3 separate regions of the Sus scrofa genome follow, and regions 2 and 3 are each linked to region 1. The links are chromatin contacts, called in public HiChIP or PLAC-seq maps. All regions are on one chromosome and are shown on one strand. The core of a region is the stretch at or near the end of the contact, and the rest is flanking DNA. Distances in the headings are between cores, read along the strand shown.

What was found. HiChIP or PLAC-seq counts read pairs in DNA pulled down with a chosen protein or histone mark.
Region 2: a contact with region 1 is called in an H3K27ac HiChIP or PLAC-seq map of alveolar macrophages. The contact joins two enhancer-like sites. A contact is called at or near these places in 1 of 47 Hi-C or Micro-C datasets (epiblast stem cells) and 1 of 2 datasets of contacts at active chromatin or transcription factors (alveolar macrophages).
Region 3: a contact with region 1 is called in an H3K27ac HiChIP or PLAC-seq map of alveolar macrophages. The contact joins two enhancer-like sites. A contact is called at or near these places in 1 of 47 Hi-C or Micro-C datasets (liver) and 2 of 2 datasets of contacts at active chromatin or transcription factors (alveolar macrophages and skeletal muscle).

What each region holds. Positions count from the first base shown.
Region 1 is chr17:14,398,506-14,401,208 of Sscrofa11.1, reverse strand. No RefSeq gene overlaps it. Among named protein-coding and RNA genes, the nearest start is that of GPCPD1, 76 kb to the left of the region's middle. Within about 2 kb of position 1,383, at least 8 of the 83 cell types and tissues checked have an H3K27ac peak or open chromatin away from gene starts, as enhancers often do. A contact at or near this core is called in alveolar macrophages, where this site is marked.
Region 2 is chr17:14,546,008-14,548,718 of Sscrofa11.1, reverse strand. No RefSeq gene overlaps it. Among named protein-coding and RNA genes, the nearest start is that of C17H20orf196, 63 kb to the left of the region's middle. Within about 2 kb of position 1,443, at least 13 of the 83 cell types and tissues checked have an H3K27ac peak or open chromatin away from gene starts, as enhancers often do. A contact at or near this core is called in alveolar macrophages, where this site is marked.
Region 3 is chr17:14,582,899-14,585,671 of Sscrofa11.1, reverse strand. No RefSeq gene overlaps it. Among named protein-coding and RNA genes, the nearest start is that of C17H20orf196, 26 kb to the left of the region's middle. Within about 2 kb of position 1,386, at least 16 of the 83 cell types and tissues checked have an H3K27ac peak or open chromatin away from gene starts, as enhancers often do. A contact at or near this core is called in alveolar macrophages, where this site is marked.

The DNA of each region.
Region 1 (2,703 bases), core at 134-2,633:
TACTTGCTTCCCAAGGTCATGTCTCCAAACACCATCACACTGAAGGGCAGGTCTTCAACCCACCATCACACTGTGGGGGACAAGATTCTGTGCCTAGCACCCCTATCTTCATAAGGACAAATTTACCCCCAACACCTGGCTCAGAGCTTGGCACTCACTAGGCCCCAAGTGATACATGGATGAATAAATAAAAATGGCCCAAGCTTGTCCCCTGTTGGTGGGGTCAGGCGAAGGTCCCCCCATGCCTCTGAATGCCCAGCTCTGACTGGACCCCTAGCCTGGGAATCTTCATATGCCAGGAGTTTGGCCCTAAAAAGGAAAAAAAAAAAAAAAAAAAAAAAAGCCACTTGGCACTTGGTCTTTGTTGCTACATGGAAAGCCCTGCCCACAGGGGTCTGCCCAAGACCTGGATAAGACTGGGAGCAGAGCTTCGCTGCCCTTGGGGAGCTGCCCATGTGGCCGGGCCCCCAGGAGACCACAGGGGAGAAGCAAAGGGCCGGCTGGCGTGATGCGCTGCCCCAGCTGCCCTGTGCTCCAAGAGAGCTGCAGAGTCAGCCTGGGACCCACTGGTCCCCCCACAACCCTGTAGCCCTGAGTGAGTGACACCCCCCACTTCCTGGGGGCAGCGAGGAAGACCCTCCACAGCTGAGCAATTTCCATTCAGAGCCGCCATGTTGTCCGCGTGCATGAAGGTCACGGCTCTCTCTTCGTCCCCTCCCAGCACTGGGAGTGTGATGCTTTGGAGAAAGGAGCGAGCTCTGGGGAGGCAGCCTGGGGGGCAGGAGTGACAGACTGCTTGTCCCCCCGCCCCCGAGAGCCTGCGTCTAGGCTGCAGGCAGTCAGAGGCCATGTGTGTGGGGAAGCCGTTCCATTTGGGTTCTCCTAAAACAGGGAGGGGGAGACGGGGGAATGGGGTGCTTAGGCCCAATGTGAAGGCCCAGGGACAACTTTCCTGCCGCTCATAGCCAGAGGAGGGTCTCCATCTCCTGCTTCTGCCAGGAAGACCTTCATTTACCCCACAAACCTTTAGTGAGTTCCCACAGAGGAAACACATTTCACCTAGATTTTAAGAGTCTGTGACTAACAGAACTGTGTAAACTTGAGGTGCACTGGGGGTAGTGAGGGCCCCCTCCTTTCCTAAGATGGGATGTTTCATCAACTGCCTTTTTGAACAAGATGACCTTCAAAGCCAACATTGACATTGAATGAGTGTTTGCTGTAAACACCCACTGGCTTTGTTCTGACCTCATGATCTAGCCAATGTCATCCATGATGTCACCACAAGTTCTGGGCTTCCCTCCAAAGTTGAGTGAGCAGTGGAAGGGAGAGCGGAAGGAACTCAGTCTGGGGCCACTTCCTAGGTGGTCTGGTGGCCTCATCCCTGTCCCTACATGAGGCCTCACTGATAACCCAGGCTTGGGGTGAGTCACCACTGGGATGTCCCAGTCCTGGCTTCTTGGCTACTGGCCTCGCATGGGCCACAGCCCAGCCCCTCTGCCTAACTCCATGTTCTAGCCATCTTTTCAAGTTGAGCCTGTCATCCCTCCCACAGTGGGCATGTCCTCGCCCTCTCAGTTATACTGGACTAAGACCACGATGGTCATTTGGAGACATGGATATTTTGATATGCAAATGACAAGGGATGTAATTAATCAGATTCCTGAGCAATCTCAGGACGAAATGGTTTCACAACCACTTCATCATGCTAAATAAAGTATGGAACTTTCGGTTTGTTGAATTGAACTTTCAGCTGATAGATGGACAGTAGGTAATTTCACGCTGACCTTGGGTCCCACTCTGCCCCACTCTGCCCCACTCTGCCTCCTCTTCTCTTCCCCATCCTCCTGATGCCCCACATCCCTGAGCCTCACCCAACAGTGAGCCCCACTCCTGCCTGGGCCTCCCCTCCAGCTCTGAGCCCTACCCCATCCCTGCTCTTACTGCTCCGTCCCTGAGTCTCCCTCATCTCTGACCCACAGAGATGAGACAGAGGAAGAGTCAGAAGTCAATAATGGCAAGTGGGAATTTGTTCTTTGGATGTTGGATGTCAAAGTGCCCATTCTGGAACCTACATCAGCTAAGTCATCCACCCTGGCCAAGGGAAGCAGGGTTTGAGGGAGTGCCTGAATCAAAACTGGATTATTTCAAGGACCAAACTGAACCTCCAGAATGTCCTGCTTCTTTCCCTCTGTTTCTGCCTATGTGGCTTCGAAGCAGCCAGGCTAAGAGGAAAAACAAAACAAAAAGCAAAGCATGAAATCTGGGCTTGAAAAGAGCTTCAGAGGCCTTAAAAAAAAGGATCTTTATAAACTCACAGAGTGAAACTTTCATTCAATGTCAATGTTAGCTTTGAAGGTCATCTTGTTCAAAAAGGCAGTTGGTGAAACATCCCATCTTAGGAAAGGAGGGGGCCCTCACTACCACTAATGCACCTCAAGTAAAGAGATAACCAGATTCTCCCCACTCCACCCCCCATGGCTGCACCTGCGGCCTATGGAAGTTTCCAGGGATCAAATCCAAGCTTCAGGTGTGACCTATGCTGCAGCTGGGCTGAGGATTGAACCTGGGCCTCCACAGAGACAAAGCAGATCATTAACTCACTGCACAGCAGTGGGAGCTTCAATGTATGAATTTTTTTTTTTTTTTTGTCTTTTTAGGGCCACACCCACAGCATATGGATGTTCCCAGGCTAGGGGTCGAAAT
Region 2 (2,711 bases), core at 194-2,693, 150 kb before region 1:
TTGCTGTGGCTGTGGCTGTGGGCCGGCAGCTACAGCTCTGATTCGACCCCTGGCCTGGGAACCTCCAGATGCCGCGGGAGCGGCCCAAGAAATGGCAAAAAGACAAAAAAATAAAAAAATAAAAATAACCCCCCAACAAATGAACCAGCACCCCCCAAGCCGTCCTGGGGCCGCTAAATACCAGCTTCAAAGAATGAAAGCTTGTAACTACCTTGATCCTTATCTGTGGCCCTATTTCCTACTCCCAAACTATAAAACCACTTCCTTATCTCTCCCAAAAGAGGGCACAGTCTTTAGGGCATTAGCCTACTGTGTTCTCCTTTCCTGGCAAAACAATAAAGCTATTTTTTTCTCCTTTGCCCCAAACTCTATCTCTTTGTTTCTATTTGGCACCTGTGGACAGAGGCACTCAGGGGCACAGGGCCCCAAGTTCAGCACCTTTGGAGACCTCATTTGGATAAAAACATCACCTCCAGGAAATCATTTGTGAGAGGCTACACATTAATTCATGGCACCCGGAGTTCCGCTTGTGGCGCAATGGGATCGGCAGCATCTTGGGAGCCCTGGGATGCAGGTTTGATTCCCTGCCTGGCACAGTGGGTTCAGGATCCAGCGTTGCTGTAGTTGTGATCCCTGACCAGGGAATTCCATATGCCATGGGTGTCCAAAAAAAAAAAAAAAAAAAGTAATTCACAGCACCGGATAACGTCTATGTCAAAATGCCTTGGCTGCAAGTGATGAAACCTAATTCTAATCAGTGTAGACACCCAAGTGGTGGTGGGGGAACGTTACTTCCTTGTTTAAGCAGGAAGGACAGGGTGCAAACTTTGTGCAACTTGTCTACACAGAGTAGCACTAACTTGTCCTTCCTGATAATTTTTCTTCATGACTTCAATGTTGCTATTGGAGACTATAAGACATAGAGCTCTTTAGCAGAGAGATGCAAATTAAAACAACAATGACCTCTGATTTCAATGAACCCTTGGCAGAGTAAATCTGACAACATCAACTGGTGAGTGAAAAATCGGAAATGGAGATTTCGGAGTTCTGGTCGTGGCTCAGTGGTTAGCGAATCTGACTAGGAACCATGAGGTTTCGGGTTCGATCCCTGGTCTTGCTCAGTGGGTTAAGGATCCAGGCGTTGCCTTGAGCTGTGGTGTAGGTTGTAGACACAGTTCAGATCCCACATTGCTGTGGCTCTGGCATAGGCCAGCAGCTACAGCTCCGATTAGACCCTCAGCCTGGGAATCTCCATATGCCACGGGAGCAGCCCTAGAAAAGGACAAAAAAAAAAAAACAAAAAAAACAAAAAAAATAGAAATGGAGATTTCATTTTGGGAGTGGGTGGGGCGATGCCTGAAGCATGTGGAAATTCCCAGGCTAAGGATAGAACCCATGCCACAGCAGTGACTAAAGCTGCTATAGTAGCAATAAGGGACCCTTAACTCACTGAGTCACAGGAGAACTACAAGAGACAGGGCTTTTATGCTCTGCCAGTGGGAGTGAAAACTGGAATAATTGCAATAGGAGCCATTGTGCAATACTTAGTAAATTTAGTGTCTGGATAATGTCAACTCAAAAAATAAACTCAATTATGTATATGAGCAAGTAAGTTTCTGTTACCAAACAAAGTTTTGGTGCCCACATGGTGAGGCCAAACAAACTGAAACTTTGGAATTTGGGGCAGAGAATGTTTATTGCAGGGCCAAGCAAGGAGAACAGGAGGCTCATGCTCAAAAGCCCCAAACTCCCTGATAGTTTTAGGGGAATGTTTTTATAGGTAAAATTTAGGGTGAGGGCTGCAGGGTGTGTGACCTTCTTCTGACTGGTTGGTGTGAAGTAACAGGGCGGTGCTCCAGGACTCTTGCGCTCAGCCTGAAGTTACCACCCTCCACCTGGATGGGGGCCTTAGTTGCTGCAGAAGAACCTAAAAATATTATGTATGTTCCTTGAGGAGGAACCAGGACCCCACTTTGTCTCTGCAAAATTATTTCCTGATTGCTCCTCCATATCTCCTCTCTTCCCTGATTAGCAGCTGTTTGAAGTTGCCCTTTGGAATTCTGGAAAGGTCGCAGAGGCTGAAGGAGGCCTATTTCCCGCAAACAAGAAACAGGACACAGAAAGGCATTGTACCTGGTAGCCCCACAGGGTCCTGCTCTGTTTCAGTATCTTCGTTTCCTTCCTTCCTTCCTTCCTTCCTTCCTTCCTTCCTTCCTTCCTTCCTTCCTTCCTTCTCTCTCTCTCTTTCTTTCTTTCTTTTTAGGGCCACACCCGCAGCATATGGAAGTTCCCAGGCTAGGGGTTGAATCAGAGCTACAGCTGCCAGCCTATGCCACAGCCACAGCAATGCGGGATCTGAGCCATGTCTCAGCATGTCTGAGCAACGCTGGACCCTTAACCCACTGAGTGGGGCCAGGGATCGAACCTGCATTCTCATTCTCGTGGATACTAGTCGGGTTCGTTTCCGCTGCACCACAATGAGAACTCCTCAGTATCTTAGTTTTAAATTGCATTTCTGTGCTTTCCCACAACTTCCAAACAAACAGGGTGGAACAGTCTCATCCAACTGTACGGCACTTATCTTGTGTCTTGAGAAGAAGGGCTGGTGAAGAGAGGACCAGAGTGGTGGAGAAGAACTTCCCATCCATTACAATGTGTCTTGGCCCTCATGTGACACTCTTGTGTCATCCTGAATGAGGAAGCACTTTCCT
Region 3 (2,773 bases), core at 137-2,636, 180 kb before region 1:
CTCGGGACAGTTTCCATTGCAGCAACACAGTGTTGTACCCAGGTGAGCCACAAATGTAGAAAGACACATTCTCGCCGGCAAACACAACAACCTTAACAGGATGCCTGAATCTTACCATTTCCCCAGCTTGTTTCTTAAGAATAACAGATGTCTCAACCCCGTTAATCTGGGGATCCATCCAGAGCTGGCCTCTCCTTCTTCCTCCAATGCAGTTCATCTTTTCCAAGCTGTTCATGTGGCCAGAGTTCAATGTGGAAGAAATTTCGTGAAACCTCATAGAATCCAGAAATAAATCTTATTTTAAAGGATACCCTTAGCATTTTCTTAAAAATTATTTTTGTAAAATGTGGCCAATGAGGCAACAAAGCATGAGGGAAACTCCTTTCTAAAAAAATTTTTTTTTGCTTTTTAGGGCCGCACCCATGACATATAGCAGTTCCCAGGCTAGGGGTCAAATCAGAGCTGTAGCTGCCAGCCTACACCACAGCCACAGCAATGCCAGATCTAAGGTGCATCTGTGACCTACACCGCAGCTCACAGCAATGCTGGATCCTTAACCCACTGAGTGAGGCCAGGGATGGAACCCGGATCCTCATGTATACTAGGCGGATTCATTGCAGCTGAGCCAAAATGGGAACTGCCCCTGCCTTTTTTTGAGGGGGGGAAGGGAAGAGAAAAAGAATCAGATGGCGAAGCCTGAGAGTGAGGTTAAAAAATGATGCAAACTATTCAGTAGGAAAAAAAAAATCCTTATTTTCATTTGTCTGGGTTTCCCCACCTTTAGAATGTTAGTAATTATAGATCCGTTGGAATGGAGCCCTTTTCTGAGGTAGAATTTGGATCTATTTTGCTAGGTTGAATCTCCTTTCAACTCTGCACACCAGTAAGAAACATCTGCAGACTGGGAGTTCAGGGACTTATTACTTCCTAATTAAGGGTTTTGTGAGGTCAGTTACGTGGAAGAAGACATTCATTCTTCTATTGAACAAATATTTGCCTTTACTCTGCAGACGGGAGGGACGATGAGGAGCGATGACAGCTGAGATGAGGATTTGGGGTGGGGCAGATGGTGATTTAATCGATCTCAAAACAAAGTCTTGTGATTTAATCAACTGTTCCAATGCTGTCGCTACGGAATTTCCTCATTTCTTTCTAGTCATTTAAATTTACCTTGTATTCTTTGAAATTCTTTTAAAGAATGTGAGGTAGAGAATTGGCCTATTTAATAAGGTCTCTTGAATAATTATACCAGATACTTATTCTTTTGAATGTCAGCTGCTTATTCTTTTGAATGGAACTGCTTTTTTGATAGAGAGCTCAAGAAAGCCAAGGCTGGCTTACATGTGTGGGTTGATAGATCCAGACTGTGATTTCATAACAGTTTATAAACGCTTGACTTCACTCAAAAACACAGCTTATGGAAAGAGGAGGCCGAGAAAGCTGCTGATTAAAATCCTCTGACATTCTCTCAACCACAATATTGACACTCTCCACCTCTGTCCCCAGCCTTGTGCAGCAAATAGCAACTTGCAAATAGACTGAATACTATTTCACTACCCTTCTCTCTCTGAGCTGCTGTTGCTCTTAATCAGCAAGGGAAAAGGTCATGGTCTTTTGGGTGATGACTAAGGACCCAAATCACCATCCTCATGATCTACTAGTGTTTCTAAGAAGCCTTCCAGTTTTGTGTAATTGTTTCCATCCCAAGCAGGAGTCAGAACTTTGGATTTCGTGTGTGTGTGTGTGTGTGTGTCTTTTTAGAGCCACGCTCGCGGCATAAGGAAGCTCCAAGGCTAGGGATCCAATCAGAGCTACAGTTGCTGGCCTACACCACATCCACAACAACTAGGGATCCGAGTTTCATCTGCAACCTACACCACAGCTCATGGAAATGCCAGATTTCTGACTCACTGAGCGAGGCCAGGAATCAAACCCACAACCTCATGGATACTAGTCGGATTCGGTTCCCCTGAGCCATAGCAGGAACTCCAGGACTTCAGAAATATGAACTCATTTAGTCCTTGTAATAATTATAAGGGGGTAGAGTCTATTATTACATTTCATTTAGAGAGAAGGAAATTGAGGAGTTCCTGTTGTGGCTTAGCAGTATCCATGAGCAGATATCTGACTGGTATCCATGAGGATGCAGGTTCGATCCCTGGCCTTGCTCAGTGGGTTAAGGATCTGGCATTGCTGCAAGATGCCAGGTAGGTCACAGATGTGGCTCGGATCTGGCATTGCTGTGGCTATGGTGTAGGCCTGCAGCTGCAGCTCCGATTTGACCCCAAGGCTGGGAACTGCCATATGCCAAGGGTACGCCCAAAAAGGCAATAAATAAATAAATAAATAAAGATGAGGAAATTGAGGCACATAGGTTAACCAACTTGTCCAAGGTCGTGCTGAGTTCAAAAGTCAGGATTCGAACCCTGAACTCTGACTCGAGTCCATGCTTTTAGTCATTACACAACGATGCTATTAAGAACTTATGTCCCTCTTTATTTAAAAAGTAGCATACCCCCCAAACAGCAGTTCTAAGAGACCAAATTGCTGATGCATTTGGTCTTTGTTCTAGATTCATCTATTCAGTTATCTGTAGAAGCAATGAGGACTTTGCGTGTGGCTCACAACATAACTACTCAGCGTTGCTTCTATAGTGGCTGAGGCTCGACCCCTAGAAGCAACGATTCTAGTCATTTGTAGTTATTTTTAGACAAGGAGCGTTAGAAAATATTGTTTTGGAGAGCCCATTCTTGGAAAGGACGCATTTATGACT